Linked DNA regions of Gossypium hirsutum: region 2 is linked to region 1. The links are chromatin contacts, called in public Hi-C maps. All regions are on one chromosome and are shown on one strand. The core of a region is the stretch at or near the end of the contact, and the rest is flanking DNA. Distances in the headings are between cores, read along the strand shown. Region 1 has its middle 12 kb from the start of LOC121222462. Region 2 holds the start of LOC107916283 (RING-H2 finger protein ATL72).

Region 1 (6,414 bases), core at 1,379-3,878:
TTTCAATCCTAGCTCGAATTAACAATAAAAATAGATAAACCGAGCTACGGGAATCTCAAAAATGCAAAGAACATTAAAAACGGGGCTAGGATGCACTTACTATGAGCTTGAAAAAGTAAAGAAACCCTAGCTATGGTGTCTTCTAAAATTCGGCAGCAACTATGGAGAAGATGGGCATATTTTTCCATCTTTTTCCCATTTAATTCTATTTATTTACCAAATGAATGCCCTTTCTTAAAAAAATCCTATTTCACTTATTTCATGCCTATTTTTGTCCATCATTAACTAATGGTCTAATTACCACTTAAGGACCCCTAATTTATGATTCCATAACAATTAAATACCTTTAACATATAAAACTCAACTTTTTCACTTTTTACAATTTAGTCCTTTTGACTAAAGTGAGTGCTCGAACGTCAAAATTTTCGAACAAAATTTTTACAAAAGCTTTCCATGAAATAATAGACCATAAAAATATAATAATATTTTTCCTAGTCAGATTTGTGGTTCCGAAACCACTATTCCGACTAAGCCCTAAATCAAGTTGTTATAAGTGTTGGGTACAAATTTTACTTTGGTTATACTGATGAGCGCTAAGTACAATTTATTTACTTTAGATTTTTTTGATGAGACACTGGGTATCGAATTGGTGTGTTGGTTGGATCAGTGTATCCGTTCGAATCCAAGTCAGGTTAATAGGGGATTAATAATATATTTATACATTGCAAATTGGTTGATGATTGAAATTGATTATATGCTACTAAGTTGAATTACAAACATTTATACATGACATTAAATGTCAAGGTATGTAAAAGGTTACACAAAATGATTACCACTAAGTTTTATTACTCAACGTACAGTTTTGTTTCCCGTGTACAGGTTAGGTTTAAAGCGAGATCCCAAGCATCAACTTCAGCATCCACTCACGATCCCGGACTCAACAATGTTTGTATAAATCTCTTTTGTCGATTACAAGACATGTACCTAGGTTCAGTCAAGTTTGGTACACTTTATGTTTATATGTACTTGTGGTTCAAAAGACTAATGTATAAGTTTGGTTGATTATATATAGTTGGTATATTGACTTACATTGGTACGACTATATATGAATTTTGTAATATTAAAGGTCTTGATGATTTTTGGTATGATTGTGTAGGTTTTGAAAGTAATGCTTTAGGTTGTTAGTTTATAGGTTTAAGGCATTTGTTTATTGAAGAATTAGGTAATTATGTACATGAGTTACATGCCAAAGTATTTTATTTGCTAGTTGGTATGAATTTTTTATGAGTTAAAACTTGGTGAAAGAAAGAATTGGGTTGTTGTCCTGTATAAATTGTCAAAATAGTATGTGACGTTGTGACGAGAAAAGACTTGTAATGTCACGGCGAGATGATGAACCCTATAGTCTCGATGAGGCCAACACAGTAAGTGGTGTCGTGACGTCGAGCGGTTTGATGTTGTGACATGACAAACTGTTTAGTGACGTCACAACGTCAACCCTGCATTTTGAAACTTTTACAATTTGGTCATTTTTTGACCTTGGATTACTATTTGAGCTTTCGTAAGCTCGTGTGAGACCCGATAATGATTGTATATTGCATTAAATGTATATCTTGGTTGAATTTAAGCATTAATGGTATAAATTGATTGTGATTGATCGTAATCGCTTCAAGAATGAATGTGATATCTCGTAACTCAAACCCGACGATCGGGTCGGGTACCGAGGTGTTATAGTTAAATTATTATTCACTAATGGTACATGAAATTTATACATCAAATATTATTTCAAAATATATATTTAAATACTTTATTTTAATATTTATGTGTTGTTGATAAATTTTAATGTTAAAATAGATGCTGATAATGGCAATAGAATGATTGCAAAAAAAAAGAATACATAGATTTTACATGGAAACCCTCTTGGGAAAAAACATAGGCAGAGGAAAAGAAATTCACTAATGTTGAAAAATGAGCGATACTAGAAGAGTTTCGAGTACATTTATTTAAAGTTTGAAAAACCTTATTTTAATCAATGTCAAATAGAAGAAGTGTAGTTCTATACGAATTATACTTGTGCGACATGGTCCCTTGGTTTTACCATTGTATTTCTTTAACAAGATTTAGGTCACACGACTCTAACAAATAAAATATTTTTATTAAATAACTATTAATATAAATCATTTAAATAAATTTGAATTACATTTTACTAAATCCAGTCTTATCTAAAAAGTCGTTTAGATGGAGTCTATAATCCTATCTGTTAACAAATGTAAGGGTTAGTTGATCATTCGAATTAAAAAGCGTTTTTTGAAAAGTGATGAAAAAATTTATGTTTAAAAGATTTGATAGTTTTTATTATTGTTGTCGAATGTTTTTAAGAAAATAAAATATCTATTTTAAACATAATATTATAAAATAGAAGATATATTAAAATTTTTTAATGAGAACTAAAATTACATTAAACTCGAAATTCGATTAAATGAGGTATTGGAACAACCAACAACTTGTTGATTTATTATTATTAATTTAATTATAAGTAAGGTAGTTTAGTCGTATAATGTTGTGTCCTTGTGTCTCAATCAATGAATAAAACTATTGGAAGATAAGATATGGGGTCGCCCACATGATATCCATGTGCATTTGCCTTTTCTTTCACTTTCATTTTAAATGTCCCCATCATTAGGGAGACACTTTAACAATGGGAAATTATATAATAATCTTATCATTTTATATCTATTTTCTTTAGCTTTTGGCATATTTGAGATGAAAACAAGTCGAGTTGTTATCCAAAACTTTTTTAGATTAAGCACCTCAATTTTAATTTTGTGAATAAAAAGAATTTATGTCTCCATTAAGATTCCAATCATCTAAATTTATTTAGGATGTAATATAATTATTCATTTATATTAGAATAAAATTTAAGTAATTTTATATGATTAATATTTTAATAATCTAACTGTTATATTTTATATAGATAATGTATATCAAATTTGGCATAAATTACAAATTTTAACTATTCGTTTTAGATAAAAAAAAGTTAAATATATTAATATAGACAATATTTTAAATTAATAAGATTGATTAAAAAAATTTACATTCATGTTAAATATAAATATCTTAATAAATTCAATACTTAAAATATTGAAATATTAATGTTAAAGGTATAATAAAACCATGAATTTATTCAAGATAATAAACAAAATAGTAATAATTGATGGGCTGCTGCTTTCTGTTTTAGATCATTTTCATTAACCGCTTGATGATAATCATAGTTAAATTATTGTACTCTTTCCTCCTAGGAAAGGCTATTTAATCTAGGAAAGGAAAGTAGGAAACTCGTGTAATTTCTTCTCTATTTAGTTTTAAGAACATGGTGCCTTCCTAAGAATGGTAAGGGACTTTTGTTTTTCTGTCCTATCTCGATTTTTATTTATTTTGGAAATTGTGACAATCACAAATGACAAAAATTGTATAAATTTTGTACTTCAAAAAATAATGAAGGTTAGAAAGGTAGGTGAAGCAAAAAGAAGATATGTGATACGTGAATAGTTTTGAAGTTGGGAGTTAGGTTTTATTTTTTTTTAAATGAATGTTGTATTTTAGATTTTTTTCGATTAATTTATGAACTAGTTGACGGATTATTAATAGTAGAAAAATCTAATAAGAATATGGAAATAATATTTATTGAAGTGTTTGGAAAGGGTACCAATTTAATTTTGATTCAAATGGTTTTTAGATTAACTTTACATGGTTGAGAATGCATTTTATCATGTTCCCACTGCATCCAATTCTCCTTGATATTAAACGTCACACTAGAACTTACATCCTCCAGTTGATTTTAATTGGTTAGAATAGACAGTATAGGGTTTGGGCTTTTGGCATCCTATACAAAGTGCAATGTCAGGCATGCAGATTAAGAAAGATGAAAGTAAATGATGATCTTGTGAGTTTGCAATCGTAAAAGTGGTATACACTTACATGGATAGTGCCTATCCCCTTTGTTAATATCAATTTTCCTTTTGCTAGGAGGTAAAATTAGAAGCATATTTTATATTATGTATTACATTATATATATTTTCTATTGATAGTAACATTTGATATTGTAATAGATGACCCATGCTTGCTGACCATACAACTTATTGGAAGGATGATATTGTAACAATTTAATCATTTATAAATGTTTAACCATATGTTCTGTAATTCGTTAGTTGTAGTGACATTTAATTAGTGTAATTATTACCACAATTGAATTTAAATGTTTTTTTTTTTGCAATTTGTGTGGATGTCACACCAAGTTAAAGAGATTATTGTTATACTATGGATGAATGTGCACAAAATTGTGTTTTTAATATGTGCACACTTCTTATATACTTCTCTTTATTATTATGATTGGATTTTACTATAGTTCAAGACGGTTTAAAAAATTCTACTAGACATAGAGAACATTGGTGAGTATCACAATATAGATTAGTGTTTGTGGTTTGAGTGCAATTGGGAGGTTAAACCTACTAAGCATGTCATGCGTTAGGTCAATAGTCTTTCAACATATCTTACAAACTGGATTAATCAAGGATAATAATTTTTGTAGTTTTTGTGATTTATAACAAATGGTTTAGGGCTGGTAAAATGTATCTATCAACCTAGAAAGCTTTCTATATATTTGAGAGATCGTTTAATGTCTAGGCATCGAAAAAGGAGCATGAAAGTGCATGGAAAATTTGTTGAAGCTTGTAACACCCTATACTTAGTCCGTAAGTTTTCTTGAGCTATAAAGTACTACGACTATAAAACTATAACATTTAATAAAAAATTCAATACTTCAAGTAATACAAAAATCACAATCATTTCCCATGTTTTCATACTTATCAGGACCTAAATGAAGCTTTGGAAACACTTAAAACAAGTCATAGTTAAATTTGGATTAAAATGAAATACATAAAAAATTTAGAAAAAAATAAAAAATAGGGGTCACACAGCCGTGTGACAAAGGCCAACTCATGTGGCGTAGAAAATGGCTGTGTGGTCTCCAAACACGCTCGTGCTCCCTGGGTCACACGGCCGTGTAACTCTTTGGAACCGTGTCACAAATCCTGCACCTAAAATTTAACATCCACACTACCGTGTGGACAGGCCGTTTGTGGCACATGGTCATGTGATAGCCGTGTGCAACATAGAAACTTCATTCTCAAGTCAAATTTGCAACCAAATCTTAGGTACCAAGCTAACTATTTCCTAACATATTCGTACATTCAATACACCATTTAAACAACCATCTCAAGTCACAAAATCATTCAAATACATGCCAAAACAATAAGCCTTCAATGGCACCCCAAGATAAATCTAAAATAAAGATCAATCAAGTTCAAAATTTATATATAGGATTTTGTCATATCAAACCAATTATCAACCTCATATATATACAAATCTAAAACATAGTTTTCCATCACAACTAACCATTTCAACAAAATGCCATATTCTAGATATCCATTCTAATTACAATACACATCAATATCATAGCCTAAGTGTTAAAACAACAAGGATGACGCCATAATTCAACATAATCTAAAACATATAGAATAACTAGAATCATAGACATATAACCCTATATACATGTCACCTATAACCGACCAAAATGAACCAAAAGACTACCAAAAGTAGCTGATAGTGTGATCTCCCAAGCCATCCAATCAACGATATAGTTCCAATAACCTACAAGAATAAAACCCAAACGAAGTAAGTTTTCAGTTAGCTTAGTATGTTCGTAAATTTAGACGATCGTATCTGACAAATTAAATTATATTTAAAAAAGAGTAGAACATAGGTCTAATATTCATTCCTCGCTTATTGATCTGTCGTAATTTGGTGAAGCAGATTAAACTAGTTTTCACATTTAAGGAGCTTGAATACAAGCATTTTCGTTATGTCTTAATCGATTTTCTTTAGTTTTCCTTACATTCAATAAAATGTGCAAATCGCGTCTTTTATTTACCTTAAGGGCCGAACGAGGCCTAAGAGAGGGTTAACGGACTTCGTGAGTGTGCAAGAGACCATTAGAAGACATTTTGGGGAAATCTTGGAAGCTATATTGCAACATGGGAGAACTGATGTCCCAACATAGACAGCAGAATGAAGAAAGTTGGAAACTACCTTCAATGTCGCAACACAGGCTGAGGGTGTCACGACATATTGAAGAGGAATAGACTGGTTGCTATGTTGCAAAACAGGTTCTGGTGTGTCACGACATCGACTTTGTGACGAGAATAAAACATGAAGCAGGGGCATTTCGGTATGCACAATCAAACTTAAAGCTTGAGAATGTTAGCTAACCTAGGGTTGACGACGACGACTACCTGAAGGCTATTATAAATAGGCTCATTTGACACACATTATAGATACCATCCGATTAGCTGAGAT
Region 2 (6,414 bases), core at 1,548-4,047, 49 kb after region 1:
ATGATTAAATTAAATAATAATAGGAAAAAGTAAAGTTTATTCAATTCACCAGCCTTTCGAATCTATTTTGACTGATGCGCTCCTCCGTTCTGCTCGATACTTCTTTTGCTAAGGAGTTCCTAAGGTGGTCAGCCAAAGAATGCTTTTAACAAAACTTTTATGGTTAAAGGATAAAAAAGATATGGGCGGCTATGCAAGGGGGAGGAAAACAAGAAATAGAATGTAGAGAAATGTTAATGAGAGAAGAGATATGAGATATGAGGGATGATGGATGATTTGAGAAGTGATAGATGTATGGTATTTATAGGTGAAGGTAAGGGGTAGATTTAGCTAAAAATAGCATTTGAATTCCTTCTTTTTCTACCACACATGGCTGGCCATATTTCAAGGAGAAGGGGATGACTAAGTCTCCTCATTTTGAATTGAAATCAAAGCTATTAATAGCCATAGGGTGGATGGTTTCAACACTGAAGTAGTTGGGTTGATTTCTGATTATTTTCCAACTATAAGGACCTTCAATTAAATACCCCAAAGCTTGCTTTTGGACTGTCATCTACTTGTGTTGAAACTGGGCTTTAGTTCCCCCTTATTGGACGGTTTCTCAATCCAATAATGTAGCAGACATGTCCATCTTTTAGCACCTCTTTTACTAGGTCAAATTATCAACCTCATGAATCAAATTACATGGTCATGTCGTCCACATGAATTAATTTGTGCATGTCCATGTTTCATCCACATTAATCACATCTTCAATGGTCCTCCTACATAGTGAAAATTCACATATTAATAAATTAACATGAAATAATATAAAATATGTATAAAAAATCATGTAATTAATTACAATTTCACATACTTTATAAATTCATGCCCAATATTACTAATTAAGTAAAATTCACTTATTTTAATAACAATTATTTAATATTATCATATTTATTAAGTAAAAAAATGGTAAAAATATGTAGAGAAACCCTATATAATTTTGAGTTTACACATTTACACTCACCCAAATTGACACTTGATTGAACAAAAACAAGAGAACAAATGAAGCAACTAAAAATTATTAGAACTTGGAGTATAATAATTAGTGGAACAACCAAGTAAAATCAAAGATCAAAGAAGATGGTGTCAAAAAGAAAACACAATGGCCAAAAAGAGCCAGATTCTGAAATTGGAAAGGAAAAAAAATGAAGAGAGACTGACGAGAGAGAAAATGAAGGAAACGAGAGGGAATTAGAGAATTTCCTATTCAAAAAAAATATATAACTAAATAAAATAAAATTTAACAAAACTTTAACCCATCAGATTTTCTTCAGAATTGAAACCAAAAATTAAAATAATTTTTACTTGCACACATGGGGATTCAAACACAAGATCAAAGGGTAAGTTAACATCGTACCACTAAATTAGCAAGCTCATTATTGTCTATCAAACATAAAGGAAAACATAAAAGTCTAATAGTAATCTCTGATTCACTTGCAACCCTTAATTCTTCTAACCCTATTTTTGGGATGTAACATTTTGCTTCAATACTAAAACCTTTATAATTCTAAGATGTCTACTAATATAAAATTTTTAATATTTTATTTTTTCAAATAATGAAAAAAAATCTCAAAATTAATTTGGAAATATCAGCTACCTGCCTTCAGTGTTTTTTAAGTTTTTGTTGACATCAAATCATAGGTTCAAACTTGATAATTTCTTCCTTTAATTTTTTTATAAAAAATAAAAACTAAAAGTTAAAAGAAAAACTATAATAAAAATTAAGTATTTTAAATATAGGTTTTGTTTAGTTATATATTAACTTTGAGATAAATTCATTAATTTTTTTATCTAACTAATTACTATTATTTAGAAAAATTCTAATGGAAAAGAAATTGATTAAAATGTAAAAGTAAAAAAAAATCTCCAAAACTAAATTAAAATTTAAAAATTTAACATTTATTTGTACAAAAATATTCTTAAAAGAAAAAAATATATAAAAGAGAAGATAAAAATAAAATATAATTATCATTATTAACATTTTGAGAACTAAGGCTCCTTTAAATGCAAACATACCTTCAGGGCAATGAAATTCCACGAGTAAAAGGAACTTCGATTGAAACACAACAAGAGTTTGACGTGTTTGGCAGGACACCAGTGAAATATTTTAAATATACATTTTAATTTAATGTTTTTAATAATTAATTTCTATTCCCCTACATCTCGTCGCATATTTTACTCTCGCATATTTTACTCTCACTGTTACATTAATGAATTTCACTATTATTGTTAGTCTTAATCTCACCAAAACTAATTTAAACCCTCATCCAAAAAGAGCCTAAGAATCTAGGAACTTTAAATCCTAGGTTCGAGTCATTTATTGTGTAAATCAGAGGTGGTTTCTGAATCTATATTTATTCTAGTTTATGTCGTGGAGCCTTTTATGGATTCATTTTGGTTTAGGTAATTTTGATTATAATTATTGAGATATATATTTGTATATTTATAATTATTGAACATAACAAAAATAAAAATAAATAGCAAAATTATTTTAAAAACTTATAAGCGAATATATTTTAAATATTCCCAAAAGTAAAAATTTTACAGAAACAAATCTAATCAAATTCCAAGAAAAAAAGAATAACAATAGTAATAATAAAATTCCTTAGCCACCTTTGTTTTCTTTCTAATTGTTTGCTTCTAAAGTCCAATCCAACTCTCATGGCTGTCATTTGATCTCTCACTGTCAGTAATAATACATTGGCATACGTTATCTTATTTATTTTTCAATTTAGTGCTTAGCATCTCCTTCCATCTGTAAATATCTTATTTCGGCCCTGCTGATATTTTACTTTCTGAAATTCATGTTTATCACTAATTATTCAAATTCCATCAAATAATAACAGAGGGTTAGAGCTGTAATAATCATCCCCTGCATAGAGCCCCCTTCCCTATTGCTTTCAGGGTCCCATTTATATTTATGAGCTCCCCTCCATTCCAACTCCAACCAAATAATTTCCCGACTCTTGCCTGCTACAAATTGGTAATCAGTAGACCTTGGAAACCCCAAATTATTGTCCTCATAATCTCCATAATTATATCCTTCAGCCCAGTCCTTGTAGCTGGTGATATGATGGGAGTTAAGGTTTTAAGCTTTTAACTGGTTTTCATGGAATCTTTGTGGTGTGGGAAGCCATAGCTTCTATTTTTGCATTCTCACCCTCTGTTGTACTATGAAAGCCTTCCCTTTTCCTCCAATCACCAAAAGGAGATGCTTTTTAATGGTGTCTTTATCTTAGTTGGAAGTTGCTGACAGGCACATAACCCTAACTCTAAAGCCCCGTATCTCCCTTTAGTTAAAAAGCTGATCTACAAGAACCCAATGAAAGAAAGCATAAGCCCTCACTCTCTATATATCAGCTGCAGCTGCGCCCATCTTTGCTTAGCCAAACCCCAAGTTTCAAGCAAACAAGCCAAGGGATTTTAATTTTGTTTCATTGATCAGCAGCAAATGAGAGAGGTGAACTTTGAGTAACTCTTTTTATATAAGTTTTTGGTGATGATGCAAGCTAAAACAGCAATGGTTACCACTCTTTACCATCGACCACACCGCCTTCTCCTCGATACGCAACCGAACGCATCGCCATCGCTACCGAATGGAAGCAGGACGCGCAATGCTTTCGCCAATGAAGCCAACTTTGACACCAACATGGTGATCATCCTAGCAGCTTTGCTTTGTGCATTGATATGTGCTCTAGGACTAAACTCCATTATGCGTTGTGCTTTTCGTTGCGGCAGAAGGTTTGGTTTGGACGCCACGGAAGAGACCGCGGCGCGTTTGGCTGCCGCGACGGGCCTGAAGAAGAGCGCGTTGCGTCGGCTTCCGGTGGCCGTGTATGGTTCAGGGATGGATATGAAGGCTACTGAGTGTCCAATTTGCCTTGGAGAATTCATGGATGGTGAAAAAGTTAGGGTTTTGCCAAAATGTAACCATGGTTTCCATGTAAGGTGTATAGATACATGGTTGCTGTCACACTCATCTTGCCCAACTTGCAGGCAGTCATTGTTGGATCAGGCAACTAGCAGCAGTGATGGTGCAGTGGAGATAGAAAACGGAATCCGACCACATGGAAATTCTTCAGGAGGACAACAAGCTGATGTACCAGTTCCTGCAGATGAGGTTGGTTGATTCTGGTCTTAAAATAGTTCTCCAACCAGATGAGAAAAAAGGGGACCTTAGAGTAGTTTTTCTAATGTTTCTTTTGGCATTTTTAAAGTTAGGTTTGTTTATGCATATGCACAGAAAGAACTATTTATTGCTAATGAATTGTAAAAGTAAGTAAAACTTATATGAGGGTTTGCATACAAATTCATGTCCAGTTGTATGTGACTGTAAAGAGTTTATTAGGAAATATAAAAAGATGAATCATGAACCAGCAAATGGAACAGAGGGACCTCCTTAATTTGAGTTTGGGCAGGGATTTTCTCTTTTCTAATATTAATGCCAGAGTTGGCCTATCAGACTAGCTCATTTAGCATGAGTATTTGTGCTGCAATCCTATGTTACACAGGACTCAGGTGTGAATGTCAAATACATATATAAATATGTGCATGACACGAGTATGTTCAGTTTTTCTGCACAAAATGCTTTTCTATGTATTTGGATGATCTCATCTCTTTCTCTCTGTATATGCTTTAAACAAGTGTCCTTCACAAAAATGAAGATTATAAGTAACTTAGTTGCCAGCTGAACAATAATTAAAATCTTACAGATGCAGAGCTTTATTCATTGGAAAGCATCTAAGCACTTTGGAAGCAAGCTCTTGCTATCTAGAATGGTTCTTAGCCTAAATCCATATGACATTTGATTTGAAGTGCTCTCATGATGATGAAATATATTTCTAAATTTATCAGTTAGCATTAGTTCCAAAGTCATTTTCATTTTCCATTTTGCTCCATCAGTAACTTTCTTTATTAACAGCCCTCACTGGAATATTACTATATATATAAACAAAGGGATCTTTGAGTCCCTCAAACACTTCATTTTCTTGCACTAAACCCAATTTGACACTTTTCACCTAATCTCCAACTAGACTATATGTACAGCTACTAGTGGTCTAGTGGTAATAATATATGTAACTTCGAGTTTCATTTGGCATGAGATCTAAGATTTGAATATTATATTGGAATTTAGTTCGTTAGCTATGTTGCACCGATTTTTTTTATTGAAATATTCATATTCAACTCTAGCATCCAACATCCTCCAAATACATAAAAAAGAAGAAAAAAAATATTGAAAAGCTCGTGCCGAACACATATCAAACATAAACACCCAAATTGAAGTAACATAGGAGTTGGTATGATTTCTCAAGCACGTAGAAAGCACAACAGTGAAGTGTAAAGGGGCAGTTCACTTATGATATGTTAGGCATATGGAATACAAGGAATCAACCATTTCTGCTCATGGAATGGAATCTCAATACTTGAAAACTCATCTTTTCTTTTACCTCAGTTTCGGCCGGTGGGCCTTCAGTGCCACACCCTTCATTGGTGAACCACGTGACTCCCAACTCAACATTATCTTAGTACTGAAGGAAACCCCTGTATGCAACGATGAGGACATTTTCATGAGCATCGTTCATATAAATTGGACCACCCTCTTCCTTTCTCTTTCATTGGTTCCCAGGATTGCAGATGGAAGCTTAGCTTTGGCGTTTGTTTTACGTATTTATGCCCACAAACACATAGATCACCAGCATTTTAGCATTAGTGACAATTCCATACAAGTGACAAAAGGGCTAACTGTGTGTAGTACAATTTTTTTTTGTCAAGGAAGCACTTCATTGAAGTAAGAAAGCAACCCAAGGAATTGAAATTGATATGGAATTATGCTTAATTGGAGGGTTATTACAAACTGATTAGTGGCTTTAATCCTGTAATAAGTTCAAATGCCTCCATTTTAAATAGTTGCCTAAAAACTGTTTCCATCCAATTTTGTGGTAGGGATTCAAGTACATCAGATTTTTGGATGATATTACTTGGAAAAAGGTAAAAAAAACCTATTTGGTTCCTTTGAATTACAATATTGAGCTAATTGATTCCTTTTAAAAGAAAGAATAACTTACTCCCTATTAAATTTGAAAGTGAGCAACTAAAGATAATTAATCACAGTATTTGTTTTTTGTGTCAATTCATCCTACTTTTGATTGGTCTAATAAAAAAAATTAACCTTCAATGTTTATAAATCACATCATTTTGATCCTGATTCTAAAAAAAAAACTAACAAATTTAATCCTCATTGGATATCAAATAAATTTAGAATTTAGACCAAATTAACAGAATATGTAAATGTTGAAAGCTAAATTTATTAAATTTTTAGAATTAAGACAAAATTGATAGAGAAATTTTTTACCTCAGAAAGAAAATCTCTTGGAG

The links. Hi-C and Micro-C count contacts between places; a contact is called where the count stands out from the background.
Region 2: a contact with region 1 is called in a Hi-C map of leaf, with 2.2 times the contacts expected there. The contact joins the promoter of LOC107916283 here to the enhancer-like site in region 1. A contact is called at or near these places in 10 of 34 Hi-C or Micro-C datasets (cotyledon, fibers, hypocotyl and 1 more).

What each region holds. Positions count from the first base shown.
Region 1 is chrD10:54,638,028-54,644,441 of Gossypium_hirsutum_v2.1, forward strand. No RefSeq gene overlaps it. Among protein-coding and RNA genes, the nearest start is that of LOC121222462, 12 kb to the left of the region's middle. Within about 2 kb of position 2,629, at least 3 of the 9 cell types and tissues checked have an H3K27ac peak or open chromatin away from gene starts, as enhancers often do. A contact at or near this core is called in hypocotyl and leaf, where this site is marked.
Region 2 is chrD10:54,686,841-54,693,254 of Gossypium_hirsutum_v2.1, forward strand. It overlaps LOC107916283 (RING-H2 finger protein ATL72), which reads left to right and starts at 2,798. Exons shown (of 1, transcript XM_016845462.2): 1 at 2,798-4,517. The coding sequence starts at 3,539. The coding sequence ends at 4,168.